4 separate regions of the Mus musculus genome follow, and all the other regions are linked to region 4. The links are chromatin contacts, called in public HiChIP or PLAC-seq maps. All regions are on one chromosome and are shown on one strand. The core of a region is the stretch at or near the end of the contact, and the rest is flanking DNA. Distances in the headings are between cores, read along the strand shown.

Region 1 (5,786 bases), core at 657-3,156, 420 kb before region 4:
TGTCTGTAAATGGCTTAAATTCTAATAAGGACAAGGTTTCTCCATCAGTGTCAACTTTCCCTTACATGTCCTCCTACCCTACACCAAAGCAGAGCTTTGAAGTCATACTCGAGGGGCTGAAGAGACGATGGCTCAGCAGGTAAAGGTGTTGGCTGCTGTTCCTGAGTACCAGAGCCCGATCTCTGGATCCCACAACAACAAACACATAATTTTTTTTTAAAATTTGACAAAAGAGAAAAGATAGAAGCCCCTCAATCTCAGGCTTCTCTTGGAGGAAAAGGAGAAGCAGAAATCATAAATAATAAAAGCCTGGAGAGAGCCATACTGAGATCAAGGGCTTGCATAAGGACTGGTGCATTACATAAGATCTGGCCTCCATTTTTCTTAAAGAGTCTAATGGCTGGCTGTTAGAACAAAGAAAACCTCTGCCTCTTCAGAATCTGTTAAGTCTGGGGCAGTATTTTCCTAGCTCCTTAGAGTTCCATTTGGGAACATACATCCGTGTGGGGTGTATGGTAATAAGCTTCATGGAAAGCCAACAGGCACATTCAATAGTTGCACCATTCCATTGAACAAACCGAGGGACCGAGTTCATGATGTGCATTCTGCATGCCCCCCTTCTGAAGCCACCATTCTGTTTCATCACGGATAGGGGTCTGTTCTCCCATAGATATATAAAACTCCCGTTGAAGGTAATTGGAGTTTTATGCAAGCAGGGAGAACCAACCCCAAAGGGCCCCTACTCTTCTCTTCATTTGTGCTGAGTAGTTGAAGAGGGAGCAGGCCCCTGAGGAAGTATCTCCCACCAGCATGGCGAATCTCTGAATACCTCTCACACTACCTAGCTTTCAAATGAACTTGGAATAAAATTTCAAATGCCCAGTGACAATAATGAGACACGCAGAGGCAGCTTCAAAGTTTGGAAACGCACCAGGATAGCGCAGGAGTTCAGAAAGATGATCAATGGAAAAGCAAGCAGGACGGACCTAATCCCTTTGTAGGGTCCTTTCTGAACAAAGGGTGAAAATTCCGCATTATTTAAAATGAAAAGATTATCATCAAAAGTTTATGCTTGCAGGCCGCTGGCCGGATTTCTCCCAAGTCTCCTGTGAATGGATTCTGAACATGTACCCTTAACTTGACTAAAAAATCGATACAAGTAGAGTTGTTTGGATTTATTTGTGTGTGTGTTAATTCCATAGCTTAGATGGGCTTTCTTAAGAAGCAATCATAGTAGATGTAAGGAATATTCCGGTAGCTTTTTAAATGATGCCCATGGCAGAGGCTTGTCCTACCTGCTTTTGCTCCTCCCCAAGGCTGTCCCACATAGATGCTACGATTTTCGAGACTTCTCCGAAGGTTGCGTTGGGGTTTTGACCCTTAATTGCAGCCTGTGTATCTCTGAAAAACAGGGCATATGCTGACACTGGCTTCTGAGGCTCGTTGGGATCTTTCTTTTTCTTTTTCTTTGGAGTCTTGGGCTTCTTGCCAGAATCTGGGGCTGTTCTTTTCTCTCCAATGGCCTGCAAAGCAGGAAGAAAATTCACTGCCTAGAATGAACTTGCAGAAAATGCAGCAAGACCTACCCCAAGCCACAGTTGCTCTTTGAAGGTTTTGTTCAGCATCGTCAACAGATGAATTACCACCAAAAGCGGGGGAGGGGCTCACTTGCTCAGAGTTAACTGGACAGCAGAGATTAGCATTTAGAACACTGATTAATGAGACCAGGAAGTAGCTTCAATATATTCGCAACATATGCTTTCCATGGCAATTATGAGTAATGAAAGCCCGAACACTCTGTACCAAACCACGCTATCTATGCTACACACACACACACACACACACACACACACACATGAGAGCAAGACAGTTCACAGTGAGGTGGTTTAGGAGGAAAACCTAATAACATTTTGGATGTAGATCATATTAGCATATTTTAAACAAGGCCCCCTGCCATAGCTACATGCCATCTGTATGACTGGTCAGAATTGATTTTTGTGTGGCTGATTTTTTTTTCCCTCTTTTACAAGAAGGTTGCTGTGCTAATGAGCCTCTGGAAGTGCAAATAGAAATTAGCTGTAATCACTACACTTGCACAATAAAGGAAAGGTCATCTTTATTTTCTAAAATAATAACTTTCTAAAGGACACGATAACGAGAAATATAAAAATGTCAAAACCACTTTAACTAGAGATAGAAAAGAAATGAATACTCATCGTAACATTAATAGCCTGTAAAAGAACACAAGTTGCTACTTAAAACCACCGAGACTAACAGGAAAGCTAAGAGAAAGCTGTTCATTACACAAGGTAAGTAAGCCTGAATGCACAGCACTGCACAGAGACAGGGTCAAAGTGCAGACTCTCAAGTCTTACATATGTAATAGGTAGAGATCCAAATCTATACACAGCCAAGCTTCCTATTCACGTGCTGCTGTTGCCTGCTATTTATTAACTGTTTATTTTTATTTTATATGTATGTGTATTTTGTCAGCATGTATGCTTATACACCACATGTATGCACTGCACATGGAACTCAGAAGAGGGCATTGGATCCTCTGGAACTGGAGTTACAGAAGGTTGTGAGCAGCCATGTGGGTGCTGGGAACCAAACCTCAGTCCTCTGCAAGACCAGCAAGTGCTCCTGATCACCAACCAGGTCTTCTCTATAGACTTCATCACCTGAGCGTTACTGGCGATATCATAGAAATACCCATACAAGAGGGAAGGCAAATGACTCACCACCTCTGCTTTCTCTGACCTAGTTACAGTGCAAGTACACTGAAGTTTTTTTTTTTTTTTTTTTTTTTGGTCTGTGGTTATCTTTATCAAGAATCCCCCAGTGTTTGAGAACATATCGCTTTAAAAGCCAGATTTGGACCTGATGAACAACTATTGATTCAAATTTGGATCAATTTGGATTTTTATGAACTTGAACCTTAATTCAAATATTACTGGAGTTTTAAAACTTTCTAAATGAGCAGAAATTGGAATTTAATTCAATTGCTAAAAATTCTTAGGGAGGAACACCCTTTCCTGGAGAACACTACATACTTTAATCTTTGACAAGCACTGGATGCCTTCGAGTTTGTACTGTTTGGAGTGGCAGCCACATCTACAAAGCATACAAATGGACTTCGCTTCCCTTCCTTCTCAAAGACCAGACTTTAGAACTCACACAGTTAATTTGGTAATTCTGTAGACCCCATAGCCTTCCTTTCCCCCATTTTTGAGAGAAAGCATGACTTTTTATTCTGCCCAATGCCTGGAACCTAGATGGGGAAGCAGACCCCTCTCAGGGAGATACTTCCCAGCAGCCAGGCTCTTTCTGTAAAGCTATAGTCATGTGTTCCCAAGTTCTGAGGCCTCTCTTGGCAAAAGGCAATTTGTCCTGATCAAAATTATTTTTTAAGACTTAACTAGAAATGAAGAGTCCCACAGTTTCAACAGCTCATAATACATTCTCTAAAACAAGCAAAACAACTGCAACATGTTTTCTAGTTAACTCCAAAGTGTTGAGAATTCGAGAAAAGTTCCTTTGCTGACAGGAGGTATATAAAGATCACTTTAATCCTTCTTTATCAGATAACTGGCTCTAAAGGTAACAAATTAGTCTTCACATAGACTTAAACCCTCTGTTAAAATGGAATAAGGCAGGGCCGGGTCATCTGCACAGTTTCTGTCTGACAGGGGACCTGAGTGCATGAGAGCTGAGGGAAGGATTGCAGCTAGATATAAAAAGGTATAGCTGGCTAAGCAGACACAGCCTGCACAATATTGTGCCTCTCTCTCTCTCTCTCTCTCTCTCTCTCTCTCTCTCTCTCTCTCTCTCTCTCTCTCTCTCTCTCTCTCCTCCTTCTCTTCCTCCTCCTCCCCTTTCTTCCTTCTCTCTCTCTTCTCCTCCTCCTCCTCCTCTTCCTCCTCCTCCCCCTTCTTCCCTCTCTCTCTCTCTCTCTCTCTCTCTCTCTCTCTCTCTCTCTCTCTCCTCCTTCTCTTCCTCCTCCTCCCCTTTCTTCCTTCTCTCTCTCTTCTCCTCCTCCTCCTCCTCTTCCTCCTCCTCCCCCTTCTTCCCTCTCTCTCTCTCTCTCTTCTCCTCCTCCTCCTCTTCTTCCTCCTCCTCCCCCTTCTTCCTTCTCTCTCTCTCTCTCTCTCTCTCTCTCTCTCTCTTTCTCTCTCTCTCTTTCTCTCTCTCTCTCTTTCAGTGCATTACACACAGAAGAAATGCTCCCTACTACTTAACACCATGGCAGCTTCTTAAAAACCTTTGTACCAAGAAAACTGACAAGCACAGAACAGGTCAAAACTGCACCATCAGTAAAAGCATAATGAGTAACTGTGCACCCTCACAACGTTCATTTTCATTAAGGTTGTCCTTTTGGCCATTCAGGAAAGTCACATCTGCAATCTATGTTCATGCAAAAGTACATTCTGAATTTGTGAAAGCAAAGGCACAGAATAATTCAAACCCACCAAGTGACCATCGTTGCCATAGAGCCCTATTGAAGTGCGGTCACCCAACAAGACGGGTGAAACTTGCTCATATCAACAACACAACGAGAGCATTTAGAATTTCTCAAGCATCTAGAATATTTGGAAACAGAGTATAGGCCCTTCCATTTGCAGAGTGGGACAGTTAAGTCGAAAAAGACTTAATGGGTGTGTCTAAGGTCTTCCAGCTCATAGAGACCCAATCTCTCACCCTAGTCTTCTGTTCCATTACTCAGTCACTAAAAATTGTGTGTGAACAAAAGAAATAAAAACTTAAATCATCATCAACTGAAAAGTGTCTCCCAATCCATGAAGAAAGGAAGGTGATCCTCCAAATGCCAACTCTAGCGTGAGCAGGGATTGGCCTAGCCATCAGCTCAGCTCTGTACCAAGCCGTGGATAACTTACTCTGTTTGCATCATCAGCATCCTCTTCGTTGATAGAGCTGGAAGGAGAGGGAGTGGCTGATTTGCTTGCTGGAGGTGAAGGAGATGTGTGGGACACATTGGCTCCTCCCAAATTCAAGCCCAGCTGTGCGCTGAGCTGAGACTGGTTGATGGTGGTCAGCTGGGCAGGAGGCATGATCCCAGATCGAGCACCATCCGTCATATGGACAATTGACCTCATGACCAAAGAGGGATCCTGGCGGTACTGTGACACTTGTGTGTGGCTCTGATCCTACAAAGACAAGAGTGAGAGAGAAAGGGATTTAGTTTCCCAAATGCCGACAAACTTGCAAGGTCAGCAACCCTGTAGATGGGTCAGACCCATCTGCAGCTTTGCTGAGTCATTTAGATGCAAGCCACAAAGATGGAAGGCCAGGGTACAAAATGCAAAGATGCAAACCAGCTGTCTTGCTATAGGATAGTTCTTGGATGACTTCTGTACAAAGACAACTGGCCAAAAGAGACTACCCTTTAGGGGTTCTCCAATGAGTCTATGTCCTTCTCATACCCAGCACTGGTTCCATGACCCACTGTGTGAGAGGAGGGTCCATCCTCTGTTGAACCCTTATGGAAAGGCACATTCCCAGCAGAGAGTGATCAGAGAGACACGGATCTGAGCTTTCACAGAGAAGAATGTTTGCCATGTAGTCCAGTGTTAAGCATGGTCATCGTAATTCTGAATTTCCACCCCGAAGGACATCTGGAGGTCATTCAGTGTCTTGGCTCCCACACCAGTGCTTTCAATTAAACCCCTTTGTTTTCATTTTCTTTTGCTGAGCCCACCGTGATTTAATGTCATAATACTTCTAAAAATATTCCAGAATAGCAGGTGGGGATTTCCCCATCAGCATTA
Region 2 (5,490 bases), core at 1,010-3,509, 460 kb before region 4:
TTTTGTTTTGGGAAAATATTATGATTTTTAGAGTACACGGTAGAAACTTTATAAAGTCACAAGATTTATTGAAACTGCCAAATGGCCTGGCCTTGGTCAAAGCAGTTAATGTTGATCCCAATGTGTGCTCTCTTCTCTCTTTTTCATTACCAGAAACAACGGTTTCTATTTATTTACACAGGACCAGAACTTTATTTTGATGACAAAGTATTCCTACTGAGAGAGCTCCCAGTTTGCTGTTGGGGTCACTGACAGCCTATGTGTCTAAGATTCTCCAGCAGCACTGTGGTTGCATGTGGGGCTGTAAGCCCAATCATTCTAGCTGAAGAGCATGTCCATCCTGGTGGTTTTGTTTGGATTGCCCTTGACTGGCTCCTACAACGCTGGGGATCACCTGCCCTCTCAACCAACCTTTCACTACACAGGTATGAATGAAGCAAAGGAGAGAACTATTTAATTCATTTCCCTGCCTGTGAATTGTGCAACTAATGACCGATCCCATCAGGACCAATTGCATTCTACTTATATACTTCCTGTATTTATTAAATAAGAAAACAAATTTAAAGACCCCCTCCCCAAATTATCTTAGGAAGTCTAGGAATATGCATAGATGAAGAAGGAATGTTCCTTTATCCTCAAAATCTTGATGTCTTATTGTGTACACAAAAGAAAACTTCAGAAAGGAAGCCATAAAACTTTAGATAGATGGAGGGATGGATAGCTAGCCAGCGAGATACACAGAGAGACAGATGAAAGACCTTAGGTTTAAATGAAGGAAATGGTGACACTGTTCTACCTGCTCTGGTATTCTACATAATTTGTGAAATTATGGGAATCAGTGGAAACATAGTATCTAAGAGTATGTTCTTTAACAGCGTCCCTTGCCAATCTCTTCTTGTTCAGGGTTTTCTCTAAGAGGGGTCAAGACACCCACCCTCCAGACGCATTAAAACTTCTACCCTTTATGCCATGACTGGACAGTTAGATGTCTTGTTAAGCAGTTACTTCATGATGTTACGGAACTTTCTCAAACTCTTAGCTGTGCGGTCTTTCTCTGCCTTGATTTCCTTACCAGGGCAGAAAGCTTGCTCTCTACCTTTTTGCCCCTCCTCATTTCCTCTCCACCAATGGTTTATATCCTCAGCAAAGGCTGAGTACCAGACTGGTATTGAAATGAACCTATCTTAGGTAATGAACCTCATATACACAGTTGCTTTAACCATGCAGTGTTTAGGGAAAACGTTCCCTTCCCTAACAGCACAGTGTGCCATGGAACTAGACAGACAACTCAGCCGATGTGGGAACCAGGATCCCACCAGACCAAGCTCCTGCTGGGAGCAGCTTTTCATTCTCTCTTCCTTTTGCCTTTCTGCCCAGCACCCCTTGAGCCAATTTAGAAAGAAAAGCCAGGACCAATGAGCAATCTAGCTGAAGAGAAAGCTACCCTAAGTTCTCAGAGCTTAGATTCTTTTGGGCAGCACTCAGTAGCTTCTCTACCCTAGTGGTGTAAGCCTCGTGGGCATCTGAACCACAAAGGGGCCCGTTCCCATGGACAGAAATTCAAAACTAATATTAAGCACCGAGGACGATGGGAAGATGCACCTGAATGGGGGCTAGCACACAGAATAAATAATAAGGATTTTTTCCCTTTCCAATCTGATGCTTCTAATATATCTGACTCCACTTCCTTCCCTCTGCCAAACAACTCCACTTGCACTTGGAAGGTCCTCGCTGAAACAGTTTTAATAAATTATTTCTCTTCTGCACAGAGACTTCTTGACAGAGCCTTGTTTGGTTCATCTGTTATAACACATCACAGCCTCCTGTAATTACTCTTTTATTTAATTCCACACATTCTGATTAGCTGTGTCTGTTCCAGGAAAGCACTAGGAATGTGGTAAGTGCCCTTCATTCAGAAAGAGTTCTTCAGCACAGCGCAGAGTGAAATTAAAGTAATTATTAAGTCATAGAGACTAAACGCAATTCCATGATAGGCCGAAGGGCTGGCATACAGCTAACATGCCTCAGACAGAGACTACTCAAAGCTGCTTCCCGAGTAATTCCTAGTGTCTGCCTTGGTAACGACACACACACCAAGTGAAGAGACAGGAAAACCACTCTGAGGTGCAGAAGGCCTTTCCCAAACACATTCTTTTGGTGTGGAGATGAAAGGATGCATGGGATAAGATGTCTGAATAAGCCTGTCTTTCTTAGCAGTTCTCTTTAGCTCTCATGAATATTCTGTATGTGAGAAGCTTTTAGTAGAGCAGAGACAATTAGATTCAGGCTTTTCACCATTGTATCTCTTGCACCAGAGTGAGCGACAGGGCACAGGGCAATAGACTGAAATTAGATTGTAGCAGAACATGTGTACTGACCTTTCCCAGAGCACGTCTATTTACTTTCTAATGTAGTTCAACTCGGAGAAGCCGATGTACTCAGCGCAGGAGGTAAGTTTAAGATGTGTGTGCATCTTAATTCATCTGGACTGCAGCTCAGCTCTGATCTTCTGTTCACTGTATGTAAACTACAACGTGTATTGTCAGCCACGAAGCAAGAAGGCAGCCTCCTCTGGAATCAAGTTGCACGTGCACACACTTCTGGGCTGTTCAGTGGGCTCGATCTTAGTGTGGGCTTGGCAGCTGTACCAGTATTATTACCTGGGATCTTGTAAGAAATGCAGATGTTGAAGCTCTTTGCCAAACTATGCTTCAACAAGCTCTTTTGGCACATGATCACATTTGGGGTGTGTGTGTGTGTGTGTGTGTGTGTGTGTGTGTGTGTGTGTGTGTGTGTGTCCTCGGATGCTTTTGGTATTGAGAAAGAACTGGCGGCCACTGATGTAGTTGGGTAGTTCTTCGCTTCCTAAGATGTGAATGCAGCATGTGCCACCAGTGTCATATGAATGTGAAGTGGTAGTTGGGTCACTTCGCACAGTCTTCAGAATGTGAGAGTAAATGACACCACAATGTCATGCTAAAGAATATTGACTCTATTAGCAAGAAAGGGACTCCTTCCCGACCTCGCTACTCAAGTAAAAAAGAGTTCAGTGCTACTAGTTTCTCTAACATCTTTCTAGCACTCATGAATCTTCCTTTTCAAGAAGACAGCGCAAGCACTACCAGGTTGACGATCTGTAGTGCTCAACGGTATCAAGGGAGAATGAGATTCATGTAATTAAAATTGCATTTGGGTTATGCTTATAGGGTGCTTTTATTTATGTCGAGCAGTACCAGTTTTCATTATATGATGGTGATATAAATTTTTCTTTTAATTAATTTTTTTTCTCAGAGAAGAGTAAGCCAATTTAAAAAGAAATATTTAATAAATCACTCAAATAACAGATTACCGATGGCTCTGGGGAACTTAGTTAAGGCCAGGACTCGGCCAGTGTGCGTCAAGCCTTATTTCCAGCTTTCCTCTCCATGCCTTGACCTTCAGAAAGATGACCTACAGCCCGAGACATTTGCCATCAGTGAAGAAAAATTCCATTATGGTTACTACACAATTTACTAACACAGACGAGCGAGTCATGCATTTTGGAACAATTTCTCATCACAACATTTGAAATGAGAAAGGGTTCTGAATTACTCAGATAATTAAAATATCAAAAATAGCCCATTCTTCAAAATTCAGGGTAATTGAATTTGGGTTGGTTTTTGAAAAGAGAACTTAGGTTTTTCTAACTTTTAGAAGAAAAGCAATCAGATTTTCCAATAAAACCTTTGGAACAAAACTAGAAAGAAGAAGAAAAATATCACACCATCCATAGTTCTGTCCTTCAAAAGAACTGTCTGGAGTGTCGGGATTTCAGTCTACAGCTTTCCAAAGTTATTCTTCACCTGGCTATAACATGCATAACACATACACATACATAGATACATGCATACATGCATATTCACACGTGCATACATATGCACATGTGCATAGACATGCATACACAAACACACATACACACACACACACACACATATATATACACACACACACAACTGTACACACAAATACACAAACACACATGCACACACATTTGTACCTGCTTGCATCTGTGCCTTAGCTTCTAGAATATTTTTATTTTGTTTTTCAGTTAAGATTTTTAGTGTGCAGATAACAGAAGAATAAATGAATTATTATAAAATAAGAGTTCATATGTCTGTATTTTTCAATACAGAGAGTATACTTTTCAATATCCAGATAATTAAAACGTCAAAAATAGCCCATTCCTGAAAATTCAGGATGATTGAATTTGGGTTGGTTTTGGAAAAGAGAATGGTAAGTTTTCTAACTTTTAGAATAACAAGGGTTAGTTTTGGCTTTAAACAACAGACAATTCAAATCTAATGAAAGTACTTTTAATTTTATATAACGGAAAGTTCAAACTAGAGCAGACCTCATAATCCACAAGGTGACAGGGCATATCAGTTTCTTAGATCTTCCTGATGTGAGTTCCTACCTCAGACTGTCAGTTAAAAAATTCAACAACTCTAGGCAGCAAAACCAGCTTTCCATAGAACAGTTCCCTTATGCAACCCTTTCTTGGAAAAGATGAATTTGGAAACATTCTCTCACTGATTTCTTCTTTCCTTGCATGACCTGCATTAAGTAGTTTCTTCCTCTGATCCATCACAGGTCAGGGGAACAGGGCTGACCCTGTCGTGACTAAGGTCCTCAGAGGAAGGTGTGCTGGCCAATCCACTGACTTTCCCTCCAAAGTATATTTGCAAGTATATTTAGTATATTTGCAAGGCAGCTAGTGGGATGGCCCTGTTAACATCTTTTGCATACGCATAAAATGAAACCAGCATCAACCTAACTTCTAGCACCTTGGCACTTTGGTTCACTTTGTTATTCCAGTCTTAATTATTCACCACTCCAACTCTTCTGTTTTCCCCTGTTCCATGAACACAACATTTTCTGCCCTTAGGAAGGTTTCACTTCACTCTGTCCCCATATCGACCCCTAGATTCCCTATATTTAAGGAGTACCCTATAAACAGCATCTATGCTTGCATGTTAGACCTGCACACACCTTACATTTGCCTATCCAACATCTATTTCCTATGGATCTTGCATATGCAACCCACAGTTCCATGGAAAGACATGAATGCAGTCAATTCAGGAACCAGTAATCTCAACAGAGCATTAGGACCAAACGGCTTCAGTGGCTGCTTCAGGGGTGAACAAACAATCTAATCAAAGTCCATGAGGCAGAATTCTAAGACTTTTATAATTACCAGGGAAAGAGAATTCCATTTCCAAATGGGTTGACCATTGAGATTTAAACCTGAAAGTCCCAGCAGCTATTTTACCACAAAGAGATGTCCAGCATGGGAAGAAGACACTAGCAAAGCAAACACAAACCAAAAGCAGGAGAATGTGAGACCTAGCTCTGAGGATAGCCCTGATATCCCAGATCCTTTTACGAACAAACCCAGTGCTACTTCTGGATATCTAGACATTCAGCTGTGAGCCCAGGTATTTCCTTTCTCAC
Region 3 (5,391 bases), core at 2,558-5,057, 370 kb before region 4:
TGGGGGAACTAGAATCTCCTCCTGGCTGCTTGTGGAAGACAGTCTCCTTCTGGCTGCCTTCAGTTCAAGATGTAGAACTCTCAGCTCCTCCAGCACCATGTCTGCCTTCATGATGCCATACTTCCTGCCATGATGATAAAGGACTAGACCTCTGAAACTGTAAGCCAGCCTCAATGAAATGTTTTCTTTTATAAGAGTTGCCTTGGTCATGGTGTATCTTCACAGCAATGGAAATCTAAGACAGGACCCAAGAAGCTGAGAAGCAGGTGTGATCTCTCTGACTTCCATTTCACCTTCCTCTCAAGCTGGGTATAGACACCTAACAAATGATTACAGATTTAAGGCCACCACTCAGGAGGCAGGAGGCAAGGATAGGCAGATTCCTATAAGTTTGAGGCTAGCCGGATCCACATAGTGAGATCTAGAGCCATATAGTTCAAACCTGTCTCCAAGTGTAATGCTTCATTGAGGAAATCTCTTTGCAACAGATGAGGGCCAGTAAAGAAAATTAGGAGCCATCAAGATGCAGAACCCAACTGTAGAGCCCAACCCAACTGATACATCTACAGTAGAGCTCCTGCACATAAGACTTGGGGATCATTGTGGAAGAGAGGTTGGGAAATTCGAAGAGCCAGAAGAACAGGGAGTTTACCATGAGATACTGTCTCCTAGAAATATCAGAAGCAATACCTTGAAGTCTCACTGATATGACTACTTAACTGATAAGACTTTAACATGGGTGATGTAATAGACAAGCTAGCATGGGGTGGGGATATCAGAAAAAGTCTTCCCTAGGAAAGAGGGTAGCAATTGGTTAACCAATATGCAATGGCCAACCATGAAAACATTTACATATAAATGACATTAGATAAACTGAGCAGGCTATATACAAACACACACACACACACAGAAAGAGAGAGAGAGAGAGAGAGAGAGAGAGAGAGAGAGAGAGAGCAATAAAAGAAAAAAGAGGAAATGAATTTGAAAGAAAGCACAAGTTGGGGGACAAGTGAGGGGTTGGAGGGAGGAATGGGAAGAAGAAACATAATTATAATGTGATTGTATTGTAATCTAAAAAAATTTAAATTAAGAATGTAGAGTAACTATTAGTCTGTGTGCCCACTGACAGATAGCCAGAGCAACATCCATGTCTCTAAGCAGACAAAGACTACACTTGTATTACATTTCATTGCTTACACACTGCAGGTCCTTACCAGTGGCTAATCTGAACCATCACAATGTGCTCCTCTCAGCCCTTGCATAGAGTCCACAACAGGCTGTGCTCACTTGCATCTGGTGACATCACTTGCGCTATCTCCACCAATCAATGTTTACTCAGGGCAGTTACTTCACCAGCCTCAACAGGAGATTGTGGAGGGCAGGGGTTTTCAGTTGGCATCTTACTCGCGGCAAGCCATCCGCCTCAGATCTGTGCTAGTGGGGAGAGGTAAACTAGCTTCGTAGATTCAGTCCCTCATCTCTTACCCTGTCCTCAGCACTCTCCTGGGAGGGGAACTAACAGGTCTTCTGGGAAGAAGTTATTCTCATAAGTGAACAAGAGATAGACCTCTATTACATTTCTACTGCCCCCTGCATTCAAATCAAGGGTAAGGGTTCAAATCCCACCTAGCAGCTTCTTTTTCCCTCAAGGCCCAATTCCTTTTTTTTTTTTTTCCTTCTCCAAATTCCTTTCCTTCAAGGGTTAAGAACAGCAATGTGATTTCCCGACAACGACCACCTAGCAGTTTGGCAGTGAAAAAAAAAAAGAAAAAAGAAAAAGGCAGTAAAGAAATGTCTCTAGACCCCTGTTCCAGGTCTCCATGGCCCTAGAGCTGGAAAGGCACACACCACAGCAACTGCAGCACATGCTGACCATGCAGTTCATCTCACCTTAATGGGGACACTGGAGGGAAAGCATTGCCTTCCCCGCCGTGTACCGGTGCAGATTTTAAGAGAGGCTGGGTTCCATCTTGTTCAAAACTCACCTAGTACATGACCCTGTGGTAGGTCGTGGATTTGAAGCCAGTGTGCCTGGTACCAGATGGTGAGCTCATAACGTCCCACAGCATGATGTGCACCCACGCCCTTCCAGAGGACAGCTAACACACAGACACTCTCCAAAGTCTTGCAGCAGGGTACTTGATCCTAAACCAAAACTCATCTAGACATTATCCAATTTAAGTCATGGGGGAGCAGGCAGAAGACTGCCTTCAACCTCCATCCAGCGCACTGAAACTAGGATACTATGTTTTCTTTCATTTATTCATTAACGTTTTAGTAGAAGCGATTCTGAGCATGCTGCCACCCCTCATCAATGTTCACACAACAGCACCCCGGAGAAGAGCCCCTATCCAGTTCCACTGAATGATGCTCAGGTGGATCAGATTCTACCTATCGATTTCGCTCATTCCTTTTCAGACTAAAGACTTCTTTAAAAGCCTACATAAAATTGTAACTGGGAGCTTTAAAAACATGTAAAATACCATATAATCAAGATTGTTTAAATGTATAAAACTGTCAAGCAGATTATCCTTCATGCAATTCAAATGAGCCTTTGGGAGACAGAATTAACTGAGGGCAAACAAGAGCTTAACTCTAAAAGACAAAGAGTTGGCTTCTATCAAGTTGACACTTCCAGATAAGACACAGCATTACAGCAGGTTACACTCGTAATAATAATTTTTGATTGGCATATCATTTGCCACTAACTACTGCCTGGCTCCCACCGAGCACAGGCAGCATACTATAAACTGTTATGAAAGATGTCTTTGTATTGTTCAATATTTACAGAATATGTTATTTTATAAATGCTCCAGTTGGCAGAGGTAAAAAAAAAAAAAAAAAAAAGAAATCCCCCCCAAAAGCCAAAACAACAACGACAACAAAAGCATTAAAATATTTCAGATTATAATGATCCTTTGCCTTAAAAAAGAAGTGCTTTCATAAGACAGGTGACAATTCTGTTCAGAACATTTCACACCCAGACTCAGCAAATGCTCAGTGGTAAAAACAGAATTGCTTTGTTCAGCTGCACACAGAGATTTCTACATCGCCTCTGTTTGTGTATCCCTGAATATACTCTTTCAGACCCCACTCTCACGGAACGCAAAATCAATTTTCTTTTGGACCCCAAAGAAGGCAAAAAAAAAAAAGAGTGAGATCTGGTCTAATGATTTTAATCTTTTAAATAAACATGAACTGAACTTGGAACACAAGCTCTTCTCTAAAGAAAAGATCTTTGTTCAGAAAGGTCTCTTTCAGCATGTGAACAGCTAAGGCCAGGGACACGGCCCAACCTGGAAAACATGGTTAAATACACATCTACACGGATATTCCTTTAAAAGAAACAGCTAATGTTTAAACACTCACAGGCACACATGCAAAACCACAACCAAATGGTCTTGCCCCAAAAGCAGGCTGATGTTTAGTTTAATTTTTGAAGCAAATTAGGTTCTCCCAATTCAATTTTCAACAAATAGAAAATGAGAAACAGAAAACTATAACATAAAACTTTTATGGCTGCTTTGCTTTTTAAAAAAATAAATAAATAAAAGCAGCACACTCGTGTTTATGAAGTAGAAGTCTCTTAGCCTCAAAAGGAGAATCATTCTAAAAATCACAGCCCTTCAGGATCCTCCCAAACACCTCCCCAGCATGGCCCTTGCAGAGGCAGTTTCAGTTCTCCTAATAGTTATTGTTTGTAGCACTGTAACTAAGTACATTACCAACCAGTTGTTCAATCTATATAAATTTAAGCAACACACATTGCCAAGGAGTGACTCATACATCAGTCTATTATATGGTACAGGGCTGACTGTATTAAACAAATCACTCTGCCTACAGCTGAAGAATGGGAGCTATATACAGAGCAGAGGTTATTGTCTAATTTAAATCTTGGCTCGCTTCCCAGTGCTGTACAAGATTCCAATTTGTGGAAATGTTGCTCCTTGCTACTGCCAGAAAGGCTGCAGAAAAACGGCACTGGGAGCCTTCCAGAAATATGTCTGCAAAATGCCAATCAACAAGTCGCTGAAGATTAACAGTATGACTGTACCAAATTAATTTAAATTATAGAAACATATGGCTAAGATGTTTGCGTTGCGCTTAAGACAACACCTACCTCACAAAGAGCTAGGTTTGTTCCAGGGTAGAAAATAATACTCCAACATTCAGATTACTGCAAAATGTGAACATCGGCTGATAAATGGGGAGCTAGCTGCTCTCACAGAGGCCACCGTTTTCAATACTTAGGGTCTTACCTTTCATATATTCTAAACATATGGGTTTTGGTAACAAGATATTCCTTCCCACAAATATACAAAGAAAATAATCAACATGATTCCACTACTGAAAACAAATTGTTCTCTCTCTAGAAAATTTTAGCTTTCTTGAGATTCACCATAGAGCCCAGAGGATGAAGCAATCCACTACGCATTACTCCCATTCTAAAATACGATATTAGACCAAGAATTGAATATACAGCCAAGAAAAACTCGCCAATTACATGACCAAATCGTGAAATTCAAAAGACAACACAATTTATACGCCGCCAGCTGCTCTCAATGGGTATTATATTCATGCTGCTCCCTTTATTTCCATGGGACTCTTTAATATATACAATCACGTCATCAGCCGAAGGGGGGCGGGAATCCAGGGCACTTCGGGCCGTAGTTACACACTAGCGTGTGCTGTATTTCAACTAAATAGGAAGGGAACTGTTTCCTGTCTCTCTCCACTGCTTTTCTATTATTGCCTAGCTAATGGAAATACATCAAACAAATGTTCTACATGAGCAATAAATATTAAAGTTGACCTATCCATCTGGGAGAGATGAGAACAATACCGCTCACTTTTAGCCCAAATATGACACTGATAAATGAAGCGATGAGATTCCATCACACTTCCAACAACCTGAGCTGGGAGCCCCAGCATGATCCTGGTCCCCGCAATTTTCTTCATTCATCTTCATTAGGCAGTCACTTGACCTGCCTCCCAACATCCCTGTCAACTCAGACCTGCAGGGATGGAGGAAGTCTCTAATGATGTAGCCTAAATATGTTCTTCATGATTTTAAAAAGAGAGAAGGGGGGGGGGAACCCACCAACAACAAAACAAAGTAGATGAAGGCCTTGATGAGCAAGGTAGAGGGCATAATTCCTCCGCAAGCAAAGAGACATCAAATGTTCCTCATGATTAAAAGAGAAACCACAGCACAAAAACCGGTCCACACAGCAACCCTGTTGCCAGCTCATTGGCCACCATGGCAGGGAATGTCCTCCAGGTGTGCCTATGAGTACCCAGAGCCATCAAAAGACAATTACGTATTCAAACGAAGGATGTTCGCAGGGCCTTATCACAGATGTAGAAATGCCTTCCATTTCCTTCCTCAAT
Region 4 (5,882 bases), core at 957-3,456:
CATCATTTCACAATGTGGAAACTTTCTCTTTTCTCTCTCTAAAATAAAGCTTTATTGTACCCAATACTCTTTCAGAAGTATCAAAGAATTCAACAAACAGAAATTTATATCCAGATAAAAAAGAACAAGAGACCAGAAAAAAAAATATTATATATAAACATAATTCCACATCATCCCCAGCCCCCATCCCAGTATAATACAGGGTCTCCATTATTTTGTTTAAGTTAGGAGGCAAGAGAACCATCCGGTGCTTTAATCCTCAAGTCTCACAAGTTAGGATCAAAAGTCTACCCTACATTCTAAGCTTATAGACAGACAGCTCTTGTAATTAAATAACAGGCTGGTGTGTAAAAAAACAAAACAAACAACAACAACAAAGTTGCTGAAAATTGGGGAAGGTGCAGTTTCTTGCACAAATCCTTGAAGGTCTGATGTATTGAGTCTTGGTTACTTTATGAACTATAAAAATTCAGGTGTGCTGCTGTTAGCTTAACACGTGGGTCTTGGTACACACCCTACTAGAATTCTCTCTGCAAGAGGTCAATCTGACTTCATGCTACACTTTGTAGAATAAAGAGAGTAAGCCCTTAGCACACAAAGGTAAACAATGTAGCGAGTTCTCTCTCTTCCCCCCTCACCATCATAAATGTGCTTCGAGTTTTCCCAGTCCTTGGTGGGGGCAGAAAACACTGTGTTCAGTTTTGCTGTGCCTAACCGGAGAAATCCCTTAAAGCTTGGGGTGGGAAGCGGCAGACGGCAAAAGACTGATGGTTGACTCTTTTGTTTGGTTTTTATTGTGCGTGACTAAATGTATTAGATGTGTTGGATCACAGAGAATGTGTGTCCGTGAAGCCCAGAGCTGTTGAATCTGTATGCATTTTGCCTACTAATATTGCTTGCCCTTTCCAAATACAAAAGGCCTCCACACTGGCTTGGTATCTGAGTCACTTTAATAACACTACAGTCGGAACGTGCTCTGGGAGTCTTTGGTAGGAAACCGGAGATCCTTTCTAAAACCTTTCCATGGGATTGGTTTTCCATGATTTTTTTTTCTTTTCCAAAACTATGCAGGAGAAGCAGAAGACAGGGTCCAGGAAAGGAGTTGATGGACAGAATGGTTTTGGGAATCACTCTTCATGACCCACCACAAACTGTAAGCAAAGGCACATACAATTATATTTATACACACACACACACACACACACACACACACACACACACACACACACATATATTACCTTGAGTAACAACACCCTGAGAACTGGATGAGGGGATTTATTTTTTCAGTTGTCCTCTATGATGCTATGATGGCTGCTGGAACGTGGATGACTCAAGGAACAGGCCGTTCTGCACAAATATGGCTTGCTTTTTTTTGTTTTGTTTTGTTTTTTGTTTTTGTTTGTTTTATCTTGTTTGTGTTGATGTTGCTGTTTGCAGATAGATAGGGCTGCTTCCAGATACCAGGGGGAGAAATAGAGCACAGACAGGGTTACATCAGCCTTACTGTTCTTCCTTCATAAAAAGAAAACTGAAATTTATTTCGTTGTAGAAGTATAACAAATGTCTTTCTTCAAATCTCCTTTTTTTTTTTCAACGCAGATTTTCAATTGAGGAAGATTATTATTTGGGGCGGGGGCGGGGGCTACCTTTGGCAACATCTTTGCTCCAGGTTTGGAAAAAAAGAAAAAGAAAACGGGGGTGGGGGTGGGGGGAATCCCTCAGCAAGAGGATTACTGCCGAGCTTTATTGCCCTGTCACAACGCCAGGTACTCTGAGTTCAAAACAAAAGGTAATGTGATTGGAGGGAGGGGCTGGCTGCTCCACACCCTCTCTCTGCTGTAATGCAGAATGTTGAAGAAGTCTGTTTCTTTGTGCCTTGGTTTCCCCGACTGCAGAAGGAGGGCTTTGAGCTAGATTACCCTTAAGGCCCCCAAAGCTCAAAGAAACCTGAAGCTCAGATCTGACCGTGTGCCTGCCCGCCTGCATTCCAAGCAAACACGCTTGCTCCTCCGAACGGCTGTTTCCCCCATACTCCTAATTGACGATATTTTATACCTGAACTTACAATTTCATCACTTTACCTACCCCATACCATTTAAGGTCTCTCCTTTTTGCTTTGAAGTTCAAAGAAAGAGAAGACTTTGTATAATGAGGATGGCCCCTTTGAAATGCTCCCTGCGCAGCTGCAGGCTGGCAGATTCCGCACTGAACGAGGAAGCCATTGTGATGCAGATGGACTTCGAAGTGCCTCTGCAGCAAGAGCATTTCCACGGGCCTTTACTGTATTTCTTCTATTATTCATAGAACACAATGTAAATGAAGCCATAAATTTTACCCCCCACACTAGATGTAGAAAGAAGATAATGGAAATTGTGAATTATGAATGAATCTCTGTTATTGTAATTCCTTAAGGATTCTGACGGAGATGATTAAATTCATGCAAAGACACAGACTGGAAACTTTCCCGCCTGCGTCCTCACTAATGCTTCTTGGAACCTCACAAGGAAGGGACAGACTAGAGAAGGTCTTAGTTGCCCATTTACCTGCCAAATGATCTCACAGATGATCTACCTAAGCTTGGATGGATTAAATAGTCTCTCTTCCTATCAGAAGGGAAGAATGGGGCTAGATCAGTGTCTCTCAAGTATCCAAGCCTGTCACTTGGGAGCCCAGGAAGAAAACCTACCCTGAGTCCTACAAATTTATTTTTTTTTTTTCAGGAAACTGGAGAAAGAAGAAGCCACAGGAAGGGGGAGGGGAGATGTCTTTCTCAAGAAGATGAACTCCATGTTTAATGAGTTCAATGATACAGACTGTTTTGGTTTTTTTTTTTTTCTTCTAAATTTGTTTTGATAACAAGAATTCTGGTCAATGGCTCTCTCGACCATGGTACACCGTCCTTCTAAATAATGACAGCAGACTGGTTTGGATAACGACACAAAGTGATTAGCAGCACTTCACTGGAGTGAGACCAAGCCTCTGGAAAATCTCAGCCTCAATCCACTTTCATCCTGTACCAGGCTTTCTGAAGGTTAGAGCCCCCCCCCCAAAAAAAAAGGAGATAGGAGATGATATTTAACAGTTCAAGCATCGTTCGGAAAGAGTTCTCTTCTGCAAAACCCCAAAATAGACTTTTGACATTTTTATACAAGGAATATGCATGAAGAGATGAAGCTGTGGGCACAAGCAGACTTCGGTTCGGAAGCGACTTCTACTCTCAGACATAAAAATCATTTAAAATGTAGGTGTGATTACACAAGGTAGGAGTGAAAGATGTTAACATTCGCCGCAACCTAGCAGATGCAGGGTGACCTGGGAGCATCCAGTCTGTACCTCAACATCCTTCTCTGTGAAACATCTGGACCAGCTGGTCTTCAAGGCAGCTGAGATTTAGTCTTTACCCGTGTTCTTGTGTTCCCATGGATGAAATTTGGACAGTGAGGTGACGTAGGGGCTAAGACACCATCCTGGGTTAAAGACTTGGGAAGTTCCCACAGAGAGGTAATGCAGGCTTTCTACAAAGAGTTGGGTCAGGAAACATAGTCAAGGCCACTGAGCTGCTGGCCAAAGGGATAGCCTTTGCTATTTGTCAAAGGTATGGCCTAAAGATGCTACCTCTCCAGATCCTAGAAGCTGAACCATGAACTACCACCTGGACAAGTCATCCCACTGAAAATAAAAAAGCCATTCCTAGGGAAGGGGTGGCTTGGCCAATGTGTTTAGCAGACATATTAAGCATGTTGCTTAAGATCCTTCACACAAAACGCCTGAACCTTCTGACCCTGAAACCCTGGAAATTTACTTCCTCTTTTAGAAAAGTATAGGGAGAAAAAAAAACAAAAAACAAAATTAAGCAGGAGGCAGCAATAATTTTCCTTAAAGGATGACCCAAACATGAAGTCAAGGCTTCAGAACTTTCCCGTCTTTATGTGTGTTTTGAGAATGAGAATTCTGGTATTTTTAGCATTGACTACTCAAATGACTACATAGAGTGTTAGAGAAACATCTGCCTGGTACACACACACAAATACATGCACACACACACACAAACACACACACACACACACACACACACACACACACACACACACACACACACACACACACACACACGCTACCTCTGCTTCTCTCAGCCAAGCCCCCACCCATCTTTCTCCTTCCTCATCAGCTCTCCTGACAACTCCAGGGGATCATGCAGCATCTAGGCAGGAAATCGGAGCTTAAGGCAAACTGGGGCAATGAGACATGGAGAAGGACCAACAGAGATGTGGGAGACGGTGAGTGGTCACTGGGGACCAGTGAGCATCACCAGGGACAGCCTAGAGACCTGCAGCAAGCAGCTAATATCCTGGAACTGAAGACAAGAGAGGGCACAGGGAGGGTCCCTAGAGTCAGATGTTCCCTACAGGCAGAGGCCAGAGGAGGCGCTGCCTGCTGGGAATGGGGTTGATAGATGCAATGCAGATGGGCTACCAGATGCCACCAGAAATAGGGAGAAGTGGGAATAGGAGCATCCCGTGTCTCTCCTCTGATACCCAGAAATAGTCTCTGCCCTTTGCATTAGACACACCTACCAGAGGCCAAGGGGACAAGAGCCTGTAGCAACCAACCCTATGGGACAAACTAGAGCAGTGTGAGGGAGAGAACGGCTCTCCAAACAGCAGGCAATGGCCCTGTACGCCTGAGAGATCTGCAGAATGAACAGCTCTGTGTGATCTGTTTCCTCTGAAACTCAGAGCCAAGAGCAAAGTCTTATCTCTGTACTCCTGCTAAGGTGGTTTGTAAAAAGGAGTTGGACTGCTACAATCGGGAGCAACCAGGAGCCAGAGAGAAACACGACAAGTTTGCCTGACCTGGTAAAGACTCAGAATGTCCCTGGTGTCTCTCCACTGTGTGGTTTTCATACTTCCATCCTTCTGCTGTCAAGTCCTGTTCCTTGTTGCCAATGGCCTCATTACCTAGCTTCCCATCACCATCTGCATGGCATAAACTTCACATTTTACCTGTGTGGAAAGCCCCCACACACACATACACCCTGCTTTTCCTACACAGTGGTTCTATTTAATAAACAGCAGGGCATACAAATAAATGGATGGGAAAGCGGCTCTTTCTCATCCATGAGATGTGTCATTTATCAACATGAACCTCACACCCACAGCATATTAACCCTGCATATGTTCTAATCTGATGATACCAAGAAACAAAAGCCTGTGGCTCATTCTTCAAAAGGGTCCAGGCAGAGATCTGTCTGCCTTCGGTACTCACTCACAGTGCTGGGTCATGGGTTCCTTAGTGCCTAGAGAACTCTGACACGAGTCACGGTTTTAAACAAAGCCTGTCTTTGCTGGCACTATTCAACTCTCACACTGTAGGAATTTTGTGAACTGCTAATCTATCATTGGTTCTATAGAGTCTGGTACATAGCAAGCATTTCATGAGGTTTTGTAGACTGAGGAAGTGAATTGGTGACTAAAACAAAGCCACCATAAATATATATTCTAGCATGCTAGGAAGACATTTCCTCCTTGCAAGATTAGCCAGGCCTTTCACGTAGACCAGTGATTCTCAACCTATGGGTTGTGACCCCCTTTGGCAAACCTGTCCCCAAAAATATCTACAACACAATTCATAATAGTAGCAAAACTACAGTTATAAAATAGCAACAAAAATAATTTTATGGTGGTGGGTGGGGGAGGTGTTGGTCACCACAACATGAAGACATTAAAGGGTCAAAGCATTAGGAAGGCTGAGAACCACAGGCCTAGACAAAGAAGGAAGTGCCAGGGGTCTCCTGTTCCTTGATAGCATCTGCCGGCTTGTCATGGCTACTGGATTCTTTGCATAGGTTCATTTCTTAAAGCTCACACAAGCAGTCACTAAAT

What was found. HiChIP or PLAC-seq counts read pairs in DNA pulled down with a chosen protein or histone mark.
Region 1: a contact with region 4 is called in an H3K4me3 HiChIP or PLAC-seq map of embryonic basal ganglia, with 4 times the contacts expected there. The contact joins two enhancer-like sites. A contact is called at or near these places in 1 of 484 Hi-C or Micro-C datasets (cerebellar granule neurons), 3 of 115 datasets of contacts at active chromatin or transcription factors (embryonic basal ganglia and embryonic stem cells) and 1 of 9 other capture datasets (embryonic stem cells).
Region 2: a contact with region 4 is called in an H3K4me3 HiChIP or PLAC-seq map of embryonic basal ganglia, with 3 times the contacts expected there. The contact joins two enhancer-like sites. A contact is called at or near these places in 2 of 115 datasets of contacts at active chromatin or transcription factors (embryonic basal ganglia and embryonic stem cells) and 1 of 9 other capture datasets (embryonic stem cells).
Region 3: an H3K4me3 HiChIP or PLAC-seq map of embryonic basal ganglia shows a contact between it and region 4, with 4 times the contacts expected there. The contact joins two enhancer-like sites. A contact is called at or near these places in 3 of 115 datasets of contacts at active chromatin or transcription factors (embryonic basal ganglia, embryonic midbrain and embryonic stem cells) and 1 of 9 other capture datasets (embryonic stem cells).

Annotation. Positions count from the first base shown.
Region 1 is chr8:90,252,980-90,258,765 of GRCm38.p6, forward strand. Tox3 (TOX high mobility group box family member 3) reads right to left here. Exons shown (of 7, transcript NM_172913.3): 4 at 4,896-5,165; 5 at 1,296-1,523. Among named protein-coding and RNA genes, the nearest start is that of Tox3, 92 kb to the right of the region's middle. Within about 2 kb of position 1,907, at least 20 of the 459 cell types and tissues checked have an H3K27ac peak or open chromatin away from gene starts, as enhancers often do. A contact at or near this core is called in embryonic basal ganglia, where this site is marked.
Region 2 is chr8:90,207,307-90,212,796 of GRCm38.p6, forward strand. No RefSeq gene overlaps it. Among named protein-coding and RNA genes, the nearest start is that of Tox3, 140 kb to the right of the region's middle. Within about 2 kb of position 2,260, at least 14 of the 459 cell types and tissues checked have an H3K27ac peak or open chromatin away from gene starts, as enhancers often do. A contact at or near this core is called in embryonic basal ganglia, where this site is marked.
Region 3 is chr8:90,298,539-90,303,929 of GRCm38.p6, forward strand. All of the region lies in intron 1 of Tox3 (TOX high mobility group box family member 3), which reads right to left. Among named protein-coding and RNA genes, the nearest start is that of Tox3, 47 kb to the right of the region's middle. Within about 2 kb of position 3,808, at least 67 of the 459 cell types and tissues checked have an H3K27ac peak or open chromatin away from gene starts, as enhancers often do. A contact at or near this core is called in embryonic basal ganglia, where this site is marked.
Region 4 is chr8:90,668,750-90,674,631 of GRCm38.p6, forward strand. No RefSeq gene overlaps it. Among named protein-coding and RNA genes, the nearest start is that of Gm35850, 69 kb to the right of the region's middle. Within about 2 kb of position 2,207, at least 48 of the 459 cell types and tissues checked have an H3K27ac peak or open chromatin away from gene starts, as enhancers often do. A contact at or near this core is called in embryonic basal ganglia, where this site is marked.